Linked DNA regions of Mus musculus: region 1 is linked to region 2. The links are chromatin contacts, called in public promoter capture Hi-C maps. All regions are on one chromosome and are shown on one strand. Each heading gives the region's core, a stretch centred on a gene start, on an enhancer-like site or on the middle of the called end of the contact. The rest is flanking DNA. Distances are from core to core; before and after follow the strand shown.

The links. Promoter capture Hi-C pulls out the DNA fragments that hold promoters and counts their contacts.
Region 1: a contact with region 2 is called in a promoter capture Hi-C map of the HPC-7 cell line, with 3 times the contacts expected there. The contact joins the promoter of Lrrc43 here to the enhancer-like site in region 2. A contact is called at or near these places in 20 of 39 promoter capture datasets (the 3T3-L1 cell line, 3T3-L1-derived adipocytes, the C10 cell line and 15 more), 4 of 15 datasets of contacts at CTCF or cohesin (CD8 T cells, large pre-B cells, pro-B cells and 1 more), 115 of 484 Hi-C or Micro-C datasets (the 63-12 cell line, the AML12 cell line, B cells and 70 more), 16 of 115 datasets of contacts at active chromatin or transcription factors (the 230-238 cell line, the HPC-7 cell line, astrocytes and 10 more) and 5 of 9 other capture datasets (adipose tissue, embryonic stem cells, liver and 2 more).

The regions. Positions count from the first base shown.
Region 1 is chr5:123,487,506-123,490,749 of GRCm38.p6, reverse strand. It overlaps Lrrc43 (leucine rich repeat containing 43), which reads right to left and starts at 1,425. Exons shown (of 12, transcript NM_001033461.3): 1 at 1,277-1,425. The coding sequence starts at 1,420.
Region 2 is chr5:123,378,308-123,381,988 of GRCm38.p6, reverse strand. No RefSeq gene overlaps it. Among named protein-coding and RNA genes, the nearest start is that of Mlxip, 15 kb to the left of the region's middle. Within about 2 kb of position 2,223, at least 29 of the 459 cell types and tissues checked have an H3K27ac peak or open chromatin away from gene starts, as enhancers often do. A contact at or near this core is called in the 63-12 cell line, B cells, CD8 T cells and 9 more, where this site is marked.

The DNA of each region.
Region 1 (3,244 bases), core at 176-2,675, 110 kb before region 2:
TTCTGGCTTCAGAAGATCCAACGTGCTCTTCTGGCCTTGAGAGTCCCTGCCCTACCATGCACGGACCCAAACAGAGACACATCATTAAAAATAATGTAATCAATCTTTTAAAAATAAATTAAAAAGGAGATTGCGTTTTGACCCAGCACCTATATAGCTGTGTACAGGAAGGAGGCTTGGTGGGCAATCTGGTTAAGTGAGACTTCACAGAGGGAAGGCTTCCCGAAGATGCGGCAAGGTGAACCTCTCTCCCTAGATACACCCTTGGAGCCGTAAGCCCTAAACTTAGCACAGTGACTTGCACAGAGTAGTCATTCAACCTGCACCTGTGGCCTAAACAAATGGAGAGTTTCCCTGATGGGTACCTATGTGCCTCTACAGGGGGAAGGACTGTTTTTCTGTTTTACTTAGTGTAGAGGGAGGGGGGCCACAACTGACAGCCAACACCATCATGCTGGTTCTAGCCTCTCAGGACACATTTGATGGGCCTCTAAATCCAATCCTACACTGTGCACCCAGCTGAGGACAGCGTTTCCTCTGCGTACTGAGTAGGAAGAGTGTACAAGCTGAAGTAATAGGAAAAGTGACCTTCGTGCCCTGTCGGACCAGATGTTTTCCCCAGCTGTGCTGGCTACGCCCTTGGCTGTATTTCTCTGTCTCCCCTCAGCCTGGAAGCAGGGCAGAGGTTGTGCAGCGCCTTAGGCTTCCTGAGTTCAGCACAGCTGCAGGAGGGGCAGGAGACCTTTTCCACATGAGACCTCAGAACGGCGAAAGCTAGCCCCGTGGCCCAGAACACCAGAAAAAAACATTTTCTCCACCTCTCATGAGGGGCTACAGAGCAAACTGTTCAAGACCAAAGCTCTTTAAGTCTCAGGGATGCCTGACATCTGGAGCTTGGTCAACCAGCTGTTGTAGGCTAGCATGAGGTCAAAGGTATGCCTGATGTGCTGGATCAGTCCATTCCTGGTGGGTTCTCTCACGACAAGGTGGGCACTTGGTACCTGCATTCTTTCAATGTTCCAGCCTCCAGAGTCCACCCCAACCCTCAAATCAGCCAGTGCTGAAAAGACCACATCCAAACCTCCCTTCGGGCCTCAAACTTGTATGTGAGCATCTACTGACTCCTAGGCAGCCCAGCTCCCAGCTAGGTACCACCTACTTTAGTACATTCCCTGCGGCTATTCTGGTCCAGTCCCAGCTCCGCCCCTGCTGGATCCTTCCCTTCTTAGTCCCAGTCCCCGGGGTGGGGGTGGGGGTGGGGGTGGGGGGCACGCACCCAGCTCCCGATGCCACACGGGAATTCGCGCAGACACAACTTCCGCAGGTGCTCACACACAGCCGTGCTCAAGGTCCCCGGTACACCCTCGCCCTCGCCCTCGGTCTGTCTGTAGTCGCTAGTGCTGGACTCGCTGGTCTCCATGCTGTGCGAGGACAGCTCGTTGCTAGGCAACGGCCAGACGCGTTACCCTGGGTGCGTGGAAGCCAACTTCCTCAGTATCAGAGACCCCCAGCTAAGCTCCTACCCAGGCTGGCTGAGGTACCTTGCAAAAACAAGTGGTGGACGCCTCTTAGAATAATCTTGATTGTCTGTACAAAGTGCTGACTGCTGTTCCCATTTGGCAGATCTAAAGAAAAATTAGTCCAATGTTAAGCATTTTAAGACTCCAATTAGGGAATCATCCAATCTTATCTTGCCATCCCTTGTAGCTCCGCCACACAGCAGGGGTCCCCACCTGTGGTCTGTGAAATTAATGGGAGATGACTCTTAACTGGAAATGTAACAAGATGTATGATTTTGGGTACCATAAGACTCACTCATTCCAAGGCACAAATCTGTGATTTTTTTTTTTTTTTTTTTTTTTTTGGTGTATCTCTACAGTGCAATTGTAATCTGGGGTTTACCAGTGATCTAATCACTTTCCCTCAACTTAAAAACCAGGAAGCAAAGCCCAGTGGAGTAGCGCACACTTTTAATCCCAGCACTTAGGAAGCAGAGGCAGGCAGATCTCTGAGTTCCAGATCAGCCTGGTCTACAGAGTGAGTTTCAGGACAGCCAGGGCTATGCACAGAAACACTGTTTTGGGGGAAAAACAAAGCAAAACACAAAGCAAACACCACTGTATCATCTGCTTATCCAATGACAAACAGTGATGCACTTTGTACACCTATGCATTTAACTTCCTCCGGGGGTAGGAAAGATCTGTTCTTTACATCTTCTCACTTATGATGCCATCCCAGGCTGGTCTCAGACTCCCTAGATAGCCATGAAGGACCTTGATCTGACCCTTCTGCTTCTGCCTCCTGACTGCTGGGGCTCCAAGCATGTGCCACCAGGCCTGGCTTCATGCCTGTTTTATCATGCACCAGACTTTATGCTGCCCCTCTTAACATTTACCTGTCTGAGGGTTTTGCCTGCATGTCTATTCGTACAAGTCTAGTGTCTATAGAACCAGAAGAGATTATTTTGTACTCTCTAGGACTAGAGCAACCATGTCAGTCCTGGGAAGTGACCTGGGGTCCTCTGCAAGAGCAGCAGCCTGTGCTCATAACTGCTCAGCCATCTCCCCAGTCCCCCAGTTAATGAACTTCCCTCTGGCTTCGGAATATGGTCAGTTCGGGATCTTCCGGTGACCCTAAGATGCACGACGGAAAAGCCACATCCAAGAATCCTCTGGGACTTCAAGCCCACTCCCCCGATCCTTTGTTTTCTCTCTCACCCATGCTTCAAGACAGTGCAGTCTACTCTCGCTTTTTCCTCGATGCCACAGGGAGACTTCTACCCCAACAACCTATTCCTAGTTCCCTCACCAAATTCCTGTGACATCATATTTACAAACCTACAGACACTCTCTGGGCTTATCTTTCTTGACATTTCCATGGCTTGTGGGGTTTGTCAATCATTTCCTCTGACTTGAAAAACCACTTCTCATTTTGTTCCGTGACAGCTTCCTTTCCTTTCCTTCTTGGGTCTGCCTTCTTGAATTGAACCCCAAGTCACCTTTCTTTTCCTCTTCTGCTGATGGCTCGGGCCTCAAGGCTCTACAAGTGACTGCCATCTCTCTCTCTCTCTCTCTTTTTTTTTTTTTTTTTTTTTTGGTTTTTTTCAAGACAGGGTTTCTCTGGAACTCACTTTGTAGACCAGGCTGGCCTCTAATTCAGAAATCCTCCTGCCTCTGCCTCCTGAGTGCTGGGATTAAAGGCGTGTGCCACCACGCCTGGCTGGCGACTGCCATCTCTTATGGTG
Region 2 (3,681 bases), core at 974-3,473:
TTCGCTTCCGTTGTCACCTCTGGCCAGAGAGACACTGATACCTTTGCAAGCAAGCACCTTATCTCAGAAGGACCCAGACGAATTCTTTGGCAGGACACCCCCAGCCATTTACATAGCTTACCACGTCCTCATTCTGTGTGTCCTCACACACAACTGTGAGGGTTGGGGCCGGGGCGAGAACAAACGTCACTCCAGTCTTAACACATAGGTGGGTGAAGAAATAAATAACTATGGGTTTGGACTCGTTAATTTCTTTCTAGTTTTATATAGTTTCCTTAACGTATATTCAGGGATGGAGTGATGTTTAAGAGGACTTTTCTCTCTCACAGAGGACCTGGGTTCTGTAAAGCCGCTAACCACAGCCTGTAATTCTAGTCCCAGGGCAGCTTAACCCTTCTCTGGCTTTTGCATTCACCAAGCATATACATAATGCACAAACAGGAGAGCAGCCGAAACACTCAGAGACATAGGTTTTTTTCCCCTTTTTTGACAAAAGACAGGGTTTTATGTACCCGAGGCTGACTGCCAGCTTGCTAAGTAGCTCAAGATGACTTTGAACTCCTGATCATCCTGCCGTCATCTCTAGTGGGCTGGATAGCAGGTTTCTCTCCCCTCCTCCCTCTGTATTTTTGAGATCAGGACCTTTTTTGTTTTTGTTTTTCCGAGACAAGGTTTCTTTGTGTAGCCTTGGTTGTCCTAGAACTCACGCTGTAGACAAGGTTTTCTTCTAACTCAAGAGATCTGTCTACCTCTGCCTCCCCCAGTGCTGAGATCAAAGATGAGTGACACCACCTGCCGGCCTTGAGATAGGGTCTTGCTTTGTGATCTAGGCTGGTCACATAGGTGTATGAGTGTTACATCTGCCTGTAAGTCTGTGCCTCATGTGTGCCTGACTTTTGAAGAGAGCATTAAATCCCCTAGAACTAAAGTAATGATTGGTTGTGAGTTAAATTCCCTGAAAGAAAATCAAGTGCTTTAAATCACTGTTATTTCTCCAACCCCTAGGCTGTTTGCTTTTTTTCCCTCCAAGACTAAAACTTTAATGATCATAAAATGATGAAAATTTATTGAGCAACTACGATGTAATACTATATCATGCTAAAATTCTCTCTCCCCTTCTCTGTTTTCTTGTTTGTTTTTCAAGACAGGGTTTCTCAGCCTTGGCTGCTTTGGATATTTATTTATTTATTTATTTAATTTATTTATGTGCATTAATGTGAGGGTGTCTGATCCCATGGAACTAGGTTGTGAGTTGCCATGTGGGTGCTGGGAATTGAACCTGGGTCTTTTGGAAGAGCAGCCAGTTCGCTGAACCATCTCTGCTTGAATGTTTAGCAAGCCTTCTGCCTCAGGTACCTAAGTGCTAGGATGATACCAATATGCCTCCACACCCAGCTGTGTACTAATTTCAAGCATACAATCTAATGAGAATATTGTTTTTGTTTACTTCTTATAAGAACTATAAAACTTTATTTAAAAGTGTCTTCACTACAAATTGAAAATCTTGGGAAGCCCTAATCCCTCCAACCATTCATAAATATGGACACCATGATGAAGTTTTCATTTTAAAAGATCCCACTGAAAATAGTAAGATAGGGCTGGAGAGATGGCTCAGCGGTTAAGAACACTGACTGCTCTTTCAGAGGTCCTGAGTTCAAATCCCAGCAACCACATGGTGGCTCACAACCATCTGTAATGGGATCTGAGGCCTTCTTCTGGTGTGTCTGAAGACAGCTACAGTGTACTTACATATAATAATAAATAAAATCTTTGGGCCAGAGTGAGCTCACAACCACCTGTACACGTACAGTGTACTCATATACATAAAATAAATCTTAAAGAAAAAGAAAGAAAGGAAGAAAGAAAGAAAGAAAATGGTGAGATGCTGTTCGTGGCCATTCATTCGAGGCTGTTGCCTGGGGCAACCAGTACAACAGGGTTATTGGGTAACTGTGCCTTCTAAAATTTAAAGCTTATTTCTTACATTGAAGGAGTATGGCAGTTCCTAGGTAACACCCCTGGTGGGTTTCTCACACACTCAAGTTCAAGAACACCAAGTATTTCTGTCCTGTTGGCCTTTCAGATTCATGCCTATTTTCCTCTGTTCCTTTCATTATCAATTGGGAAATTTCTCTGAGGGTAACAGGATACTGAGATGGGGCCTGTGAAATCTAACTGCACCAGGTCATACATGATTGAATTTCCAATGCAAATAGTTGACGTGGGTTCATGAACTCTGACCACAGTAAGTTAGAGTATAAAGGAACTCAAGTCCTGGTCACTGGTTGGTACAGGTATATTCTAGGAAGAATTCACTTGGCTGAGGTTTGACCCCAAGCCAGGCTGCAAAACAGACCACAACAGGGCAAGAAGATGACATTTAAAAAAAGAAACCCTCTTAACACCAGAGATCTTCACGTGGCCGCAAAGCTCGGCCTCAGGGGTCGCAGGAAGCAGGAAGTTCTTGGTTTTGTTTTTTTCTTGAGACAAGATCTCCTACAAGCCAGGCTGGCCTCCAGCTCTTAGTGTAGCTGAGGACGACTATAAATTCCTGATTCTCCTGCCTCAGCTTTCTCCCACTGTTGGGTTTTACAGACATATCCCACTACTCTCAGCTTGAATGTTACTATTCTTTCAACAACACAGTGTTTCAATAAGAAAATGAGGTTTTCTGCAAGGTTCAGCAAACCTTGTAAAGGGCCAGAGGTTATTTTCAGTGTTGGAAGTCAAGAGTCTTTGCTGCAATGACTAAGCTCCACAACTATACAACGAGAGCAGGCAGGGACGGTATGCAAGTGAACGCCTTTGGTTATGGTATAATAAAACTTCATTTACAAAAAAACAGGAGGGTGGGCTGGATTTGCCGGCTCATACCTAGGAGACGAAAGGCTACGTTTCAACATTCAAGGCCTCCCTGAGCCCTTTTAGAGCCTCTTCAGTTATGTCCCTGGCCTCAGTTTCCCTTGTTGTACAGCGGAGATGCTGATTTCTGTCCTAAACCGTCATTCAAGGTTACAGAGAGGTCAGATGAGCTCATCGCTAAGGGAGTCCTAAGGGAGAGCTGAGCAGAGCCTCGAGAGGTTCCTTGATGCAAAGCAGATTGTTATTTCCTCCAAGGTCTGGAGAGAGAAAGGCCATGACCTCCAGCCAAATTGCATCCATGGGTACCAGGATCCCGAGGGGGTATCTCGGAGAGACACAGCACCCAAGGCCTGGCATCACTGCCTCTCCTTGCCTCCCGGAGGCCCTTTCAGTGAGCAGATGGAGAAAAAGCAACAGGTACTGGAAGACAGGGTCTCCAGTAGGCTGCTTTACTGAGCCTGCTCAGGGCTTGCATTCCTGAGCCCAGTGCTCAGGGCTGGGATGTGTTATCTGACCTGAAGTCCTGTATTCATGTTCTCTCCTCAGCCCTAGAATCTCTTCTTCTCTGACTGCATCCGGGGAGCTCCACTTATCCCACAGGGACTAGTCAGGCTATGCACAGGGTGGGGCACCCTGGTCGGGCAAGTCCAATGTCAATCATCCTGCAAATTGTCCTCCATGCTGGCTGTGGCATGTGCACTTTCTCAACCCGATCACCCTCTCCTTCCCCCCCAAAATGTAATTGTTTTTTACAATTAGAAGCGGGCTCTATTATTCTCCCTGTTTTACCAAAGAGAAAAATGTAAGAGACTTGCCTGA